Regions from separate parts of the Rattus norvegicus genome. Here region 1 is linked to region 2. Evidence: chromatin contacts called from public Hi-C data. All regions are on one chromosome and are shown on one strand. The core of a region is the stretch at or near the end of the contact, and the rest is flanking DNA. Distances in the headings are between cores, read along the strand shown. Region 1 has its middle 14 kb from the start of Macc1. Region 2 overlaps LOC134479498 (a long non-coding RNA gene).

Region 1 (3,548 bases), core at 832-3,331, 100 kb after region 2:
ATTCTGTGGACTTTACAGCCATTGTGGTTTGAATGAGATGTTCCCCGTAGTCTGGGACATTTGAATACTTGGTCCCAAGTTGGCAGTGCTGTCTGGGGAGGTTTAGGAAGTTTAGCCTTGCTAGAGGAAGCACATCCCTGGGGGTGAGCCTTAAGATTAAAAGACCTCCTGCCAATGCTAACTTGCTCTCTTTGCTTTGTGGTTAAGGTTCAAGATGAGAGCTCGCAGCATTTTCTGTTCCAGACGCCTTTTGTTTGGTGCCAACTCTCCCTTTCATGACAGAATCTTACTGCCTTGGATTCATAAACCCAAATAAACTCTTCTGTAAGATGCTTTGTTCAAGGTGTCTTATTGAAGCAAGAGAAAAGTAACTAATACAGAAGTTGTGGTTGATTGTTCACCAAAGAATGTGAATATTAACTCACATATGGAGATATACAGTACATAATTTATTTTAACTTTATTTTGGAACTCAAATGTCCTGCTTTAGCCTCCTCAGTGCTGGGACCACAAGCATCCATCAGTGTGTCTAGCCATATACATTCCTTTAAGGCATGATTTATATTTTTTATGAAAATATTTCATATAAATAAACGAGAAAGCAGCATTTGGAATAATATAAGTTAAATGTAAAAAGTGTATTTTGGGAGGATGAGAATTTTATTGTTGTACCTTTCTGTATTAAACACATTTGCATGCACATCATGATTATATATGAGATCAGATTATAATACATATCTTGCTTTTATTTCATTTTATTGTTTTTAATTATGGGTATTCATATATGTATGTATGTAGGTATGCGTGCATGTATGTATATATGTATGTCTGGATGTACCTATCTCCACCAGACTGTAGATGCCAGCAAAGGCCAGAGGTGTTTAGTCCTCTGGAGCCAGTATTAGAGGTAGTTGTGAACTTCCTAAAATAGGTAATGAGAATTAAACTTAGATCTTCTGAAGGAGCTTTACATCTCTCCAAACAATAGATCTTCCTTTTGGACAAAAATAATATTTTTTAGTAATTTCTTATACCACTATTTATTTGCTAACCTTGTTTTTGTTGATGATATAAAAATTACATAACCTTCTAAAATGTCTTTCTCCCACATGAGTTCTATCAGGTAGTTTCACTGTCTTTCTTTTTTTTTTTTTTCTTTATTAACTTGAGTATTTCTTATTTACATTTCAAATGTTATTCCCTTTCCCGGTTTCCGGGCCAAATCCCCCTAACCCCTCCCCCTCCCCTTCTATATCAGTGTTCCCCTCCCCATCCTCCCCCCATTACTGCCCTCCCCCCAACAGTCTAGTTCACTGGGGGTTCAGTCTTAGCAGGACCAAGGGCTTCCCCTTCCACTGGTGCTCTTACTAGGATATTCATTGCTACCTATGAGGTCAGAGTCCAGGGTCAGTCCATGTATAGTCTTTAGGTAGTGGCTTAGTCCCTGGAAGCTCTGGTTGCTTGGCATTGTTGTACATATGAGGTCTCAAGCCCCTTCAGCTTTTTCAGTCCTTTCTCTGATTCCTTCAACGGGGGTCCCTTACTCAGTTCAGTGGTTTGCTGCTGGCATTCTCCTCTGTATTTTGCTGTATTCTGGCTGTGTCTCTCAGGAGAGATCTACATCAGGCTCCTGTTGGTCTGCACTTCTTTGCTTCATCCATCTTGTCTAATTGGATGGCTGTATATGTATGGGCCACATGTGGGGCAGGCTCTGAATGGGTGTTCCTTCTGCCTCTGTTCTAATCTTTGCCTCCCTATTCCCTGCCAAGTGTATTCTTGTTCCCCTTTTAAAGAAGGAGAGTTTCACTGTCTTTTAACTTAAAATATTTGGAATGATTTCCTTATATTTCTTCCTTGAAGCGAGTTCTGTTCATTTTAGATAGGAGAGGCCTCACCATGATTATTACAGATCTAGCTCTCTGGCAAGTCCCGTTTAATAGTCTTCTATGTTTTGACATACATTGCAAGTGTGCATTATTTACTTTGAACCATTCCATCAATGTTGCTAAGAGCTTACTTCATGAGTCCTGGCGAGCATTAGGATCCAAAGCTGACTCAGGCACTCCCTGCTTGCAGAAGTCACACTGCTGTGCTCAGCCCGTGCTTCTTTTTCCTTCACCTGATCACATGTCCAATTCCTCGAGTCTGTCAGTTTCTAAAATTCGCCTGTTATTAAAAGGGAGTAATTATCCATTTTACACATGTTCAGGTGACACAATTACTCTTCAAAAAATAATAGAGTTCATTTAGCCCCACATTCAGGGCTATTTTCTATTTTCAACTAAACCGAAAGTGCTAATCTCAGCTGTCCTCGTCAGTCCTGAAGCAAGCTAACAGCAGCGTCTCTTGTATGACCTGAATGATGGGCTACGATGGCATGTTAGGATGAATCAGATCGCCTGTGTGTCAGAGGCCTGTGAAATGAGTAATGGTGGGTAAATATGAGTAGCTCATCTCAGTCTTTATCATCAATTTACTTTGGTGCTGAACTATAAAATTCCACCTGAACCACAAGAAATAATTTTACCTAATTATTTTTGTGAACTAAGGTTTTATGAAAAAAACCACACTTTATATTTCTGTCTAGATTTTATATTTCTAAGTCTGAGAGAAAACAAGGAGATACTGGATCTCAAAATACCATTCTTAAGGACAAAGTAATTGTCTCTAAAGCTTAGAGCAGAAATCATGTGCATCTTGGCGGATGCTCATGTCATACAGGAATCAAGATTCTCCTTTACAATATTTAAATGCTATGTCTATAACATGCTCCCAATAGGTCTCTTGGCCAGCGAACTATTGTCTTGAAAGAATATCCATTTGAACTGCCATTTATTTTATATACCCAGCAATGTGCTTATGTAAGACAAAACAAATAAAACAGCCATATTCTCAGCACCTCATATTATGATTTAGTGCTCTTATTATTCTTTGTGTAACAGGACCTCCACAGATGTGTGTGTGTGTGTGTGTGTGTGAGAGAGAGAGAGAGAGAGAGAGAGAGAGAGAGAGAGAGAGAGAGAGAGAGAGACAGACAGGCAGGCAGAGGGAGTGTGTGTGTGAGCGTGTGTGTGTGAGCGTGTGTGTGTGTGTGTGTGTGTGTGTGTGTGTGTGTGTGTGTGTGTGGTTTTTTAGCCTTCTGTAAATTTTTAAGCTCCAAATTTGATTTTCATGCAGAGGAATGGTTGAGAGTCAGTGTTTTATACAATGGTATCCAGAGAGGCCAGGGAGCAAGCAAGAATGGTGTAGAACCTTAGCACTGCTCTCTAGAAACACCCTGAGCAGGCACCAGGTGGTGCTGTGCACAAAACTCTAGCCATCCCTCCAGTAGCCTCTGATGGTGCCTGACTACCAGCTCCACAGAATAGCAAAGGATCTCAGCAGAGAACAATGTTCCTTTGCCTTGAAGTGAAAATTGTATGGACAGATGGATGCTCCCGCTTACAAAAGCTCATAATGGCTTTGGGCTGCTTAGTAACTTCAAGTTTTAAGTTGATTTTATGAAAGAGAAATATTGAGGATGATTATGATGATTGAGTTCTGAGGAT
Region 2 (3,479 bases), core at 35-2,534:
CACCGTGTTGATATAGAGGACCTTGTTTTCTTGGTGTTCTCCATGCCCTCTGGCTCTAATAATCTTTCTGCCTCCTCTTCTACCAGGTTCCTTGAGCCCTGAGGGGCAAGATTTGATGGGAGACATCCCACTTAGAGGTGAGTGTCCCAAGGTCTCTCTCTGCATAATTTCTGGCTGTGGATCTTTGTATTTGCTCCCATCATTCACAGGAGAAAGCTTCTCTGATGATGGCTGAGCAAGGCAATACTCTGCTTCCCTGGTCAGAGCATAGTGTCATTTATTATAGGACCTTATAAACATTTATTGTGGACGTTTTTCTCAGGAAATATGTTGGGTGTGGATAATGACACACGTGTATTTGTCCAATAAACTCACTTTCTGACAAAAGAATCATATTTTGGAACCTTTGGATAATTCTTTGAGATACTCAATTTAGTGTATTATAGCTGTGACAGAGGCCTATGTCATGTAGTCAATATTCTAATTGTGTCTTGGGTAGCATTCAACACCTCCTTGAGCTCGATTCTGCTTCCAGCCTGTAAATGAAAATAACCAAATGTGACCTCTGTCATCCTCTCAAGGGTACTATAAGGCTTAATAAAATGAGTAGCAAACCTAAAAGAGAATGGTATCTTCTTTTCTGTTGGATTTCCGAAGAGAAGAAACTCCATAGCAGCCTTTCTCCTTTCACCTTTCAAATCACCCAAAATACCAAATCAGATAGAATCTGAGCCTACTTCACTGACTGATGTGTTTTAAAGTGAACTTGAAGGCCAGAAGGCAGGTGCACAAGCCCACCTGGAAGGCAAAAGCCAGAAGGAGATCAGTACCAGTAAGGGTCATCCCTCTGGCCACTTCTTTCTAACCCTCCTGTTGTTTTCAACTTCAGTTCCTTTCAGAGATTGTCTGAGGACTGAAGCAAGGGGTCACCTTGAGGAACATTCTCCTGAAAGGAAAGAGCTTCTCTCCCTGGGCCTCTCACATCCTGCTGAGCCACTTTCTCTGAAGAGGCAGCTTTTCTATTATAAGCTTGTCTATTCACCAGTCAAGGATTGAAGTACTGCTAAATTGAGTAGGAGTCAGACGCCACTAAATCCCCAGTAATGACAACTAAGCACAGAGTGTAAAGAATAAGGTTAGAACTGAAAGTACAGCACTTATTGGAATGGTGTGGGGAGGTGGGGGCATTTTTCTCAACCCTCCACATGAGGATTTTGAAGCACTGCCATGAGCTTGCTTCAGTCACACATTGAGGGCATTTTTCATGTCAGCAATGAGGCCCATTGTAGCTCTGTTGGCAACTGGAAGTCTTTATCTCCATGCCTTTAAAAATGGAGCTAGTGATTCATCCCTTGCAGAGCTGTGAAAACTAAGAGGGTAAAGAAGATTAAAATAGGGTCATGCAGTGACATTCCTTTTAGATTCCGCAGAGGTTATCAGATAAAATACTTCTGCTACAACTCTTGTCACAGCTCTGAAATTAAATAGCTCTTTAACAAAAGAAAAATAGACTTCTGATCCTTTCAGGTTTTGCCTGGAAATTTGTAGTATTTCTTTGGTGACTAGTGTATTCTTTTTTTATAGAGTTAAAACTAATCTCATACGCTTATTGTACTCATTCTTGTAGTATGAGCTTTCCTTTTAGTGTACTGCATTTAGCAGTACATCTTTTATTCAAGTTTTTATATTAATATTTATTTATTATTTCATTGTAGTATTGTCCAATTAAACTGTGGTTTTACAAATGACAAAGTCACATGTTTTACATGGAATGAAGGCTACATCTTTGGCCTCCAGAATCCTGCCATTCACTTGCTATGCGGAGGATCTTCAAGAGGTTACAAGTTACGTTTTATTTTTGTTCTCTCCTTGTATGTTGAGTCTATCCAGTGTGTGTACTTCTTTGGGAAGAGACATGCACCACAAAGTGGTAAATCTGAGACAGGGAGACATGAAGAGATTGGAGACAATGAACCAACCAATCTATCTTATTTCCAACCACCCTGTTTCTAATTCTCTGGACTACTTTGGTCAGTAGCATGCATTGCTTCGCAGCAAAGGTAGGAACTTAGAATATTGACTTTGAATCTAAAAATTGATCCCCCACCTCCTGTAGTCAGAAGCCCCTTTAAACAAAGAAAATGTTTGGCTTGACTGAGAACTGGATATGTCCTCATAGCTCCATAATCAAGCATCGAACTTGAAGATCAGGTAATTCATCAGTGGAGCCATGGGAAAACACAGAATGAAGGCAAGGGTCTTCTCAGAACCTGCAGGAAGAGGAAAGCCCAGCCCATCATAAATTAATAGAGTACAGAAAGAGAAAAGTATCTATGCATGATCCACCAGAATAAAAATAAATAAATCAAAGACTTTATAATTCTAAGTCCTCGAGCCTGTTTCTTTCTTTCCTGGGTAGAAACTAGAAAAATGACAAGTTTCAGTAAGAGTCCCCACACCTCTGGAATGCCAGGTGATAAATGATGCATGAGATATAAGTTTAGGGACATAACCGTCAAATCTTATCAGAGGTAAAGGAATGAATTCTGGGAACTAAGCAAGACAATCTCAACTCATCCCCTCTTCATGTGGTCCCATATGTATAGAAGCTACAATGGCAGAGGCTATTACAGCAAACATAATGGGGTAGATCATCTGGAAACATGTGTCCCATTCCCAGGTCTGAGGACTTGACAGTTTCTTTCTGCATATAGATACTGTAGATAAGCACCAGAAGTTTCAAGTAATGAGAAAAGTGTAGTGTAATATTAAAATATATATATGTCCTATCTTTCACAGAAAGAAGTAATTGTGGAATAGACAGAAGCAGACATTAGCTATGAAACCATACTAGCATTGCTGATATCTTTAATATATATACACACTGAATACATATGTGTCACACAAGGAAAGAGATCCATGAAGTCTGACTCTTTTAAAGATAAAGATTCTTTGAAAAAAATAAACTTTTTTAGTACATGTTGGGAGCACAGCATCAATGTCCTCGTGCCTACAGACCTCCAGAAAAACCAAGAATGTCAAGCACACAGGATTGTCTTTCAATGGGAAAAATGTAAAACCTGTTCTTGAGAGAAATGACACATACCCTGAGTCAAGTTTTGATGTAATTATGCTTCTCTGCAAGTGTATAAATATGGAATCTTAACTATACTAATGTTCAGATCTTTTCTGTTGATTTGATCTTGTGCCATTGTAACACTCTGGAAGCCCTTAAGGGATCCTTCACCCAGGAAATCTCCCAGACTCCTCTCTGCTCTGTCTTGAAGAGACTTCCATGCTGCTTACTCATGAGGCTCTTTACTTAACTGTCCCTGTGACCGTGGTTAGGGATGTCATTTTGTGTTCTATTGTCCAAATTTCTATGTGATAGGAGAAATAAAGAGTGATTGCTAGCATAATATGCAGTTGGCCCCAGGACTGGGTTTATAGAAAGAGCTAGAACCTATGATCTGATTAGG

What was found. Hi-C and Micro-C count contacts between places; a contact is called where the count stands out from the background.
Region 1: a Hi-C map of the A7r5 cell line shows a contact between it and region 2, with 2.1 times the contacts expected there. The contact joins two enhancer-like sites. A contact is called at or near these places in 3 of 12 Hi-C or Micro-C datasets (the A7r5 cell line, the Rat2 cell line and Schwann cells).

The regions. Positions count from the first base shown.
Region 1 is chr6:146,538,455-146,542,002 of GRCr8, forward strand. It overlaps a transcript of Macc1 not described here. Among named protein-coding and RNA genes, the nearest start is that of Macc1, 14 kb to the right of the region's middle. Within about 2 kb of position 2,082, at least 2 of the 93 cell types and tissues checked have an H3K27ac peak or open chromatin away from gene starts, as enhancers often do. A contact at or near this core is called in the A7r5 cell line, where this site is marked.
Region 2 is chr6:146,435,102-146,438,580 of GRCr8, forward strand. All of the region lies in intron 2 of LOC134479498 (a long non-coding RNA gene), which reads right to left. Among named protein-coding and RNA genes, the nearest start is that of Itgb8, 86 kb to the left of the region's middle. Within about 2 kb of position 1,285, at least 14 of the 93 cell types and tissues checked have an H3K27ac peak or open chromatin away from gene starts, as enhancers often do. A contact at or near this core is called in the A7r5 cell line, where this site is marked.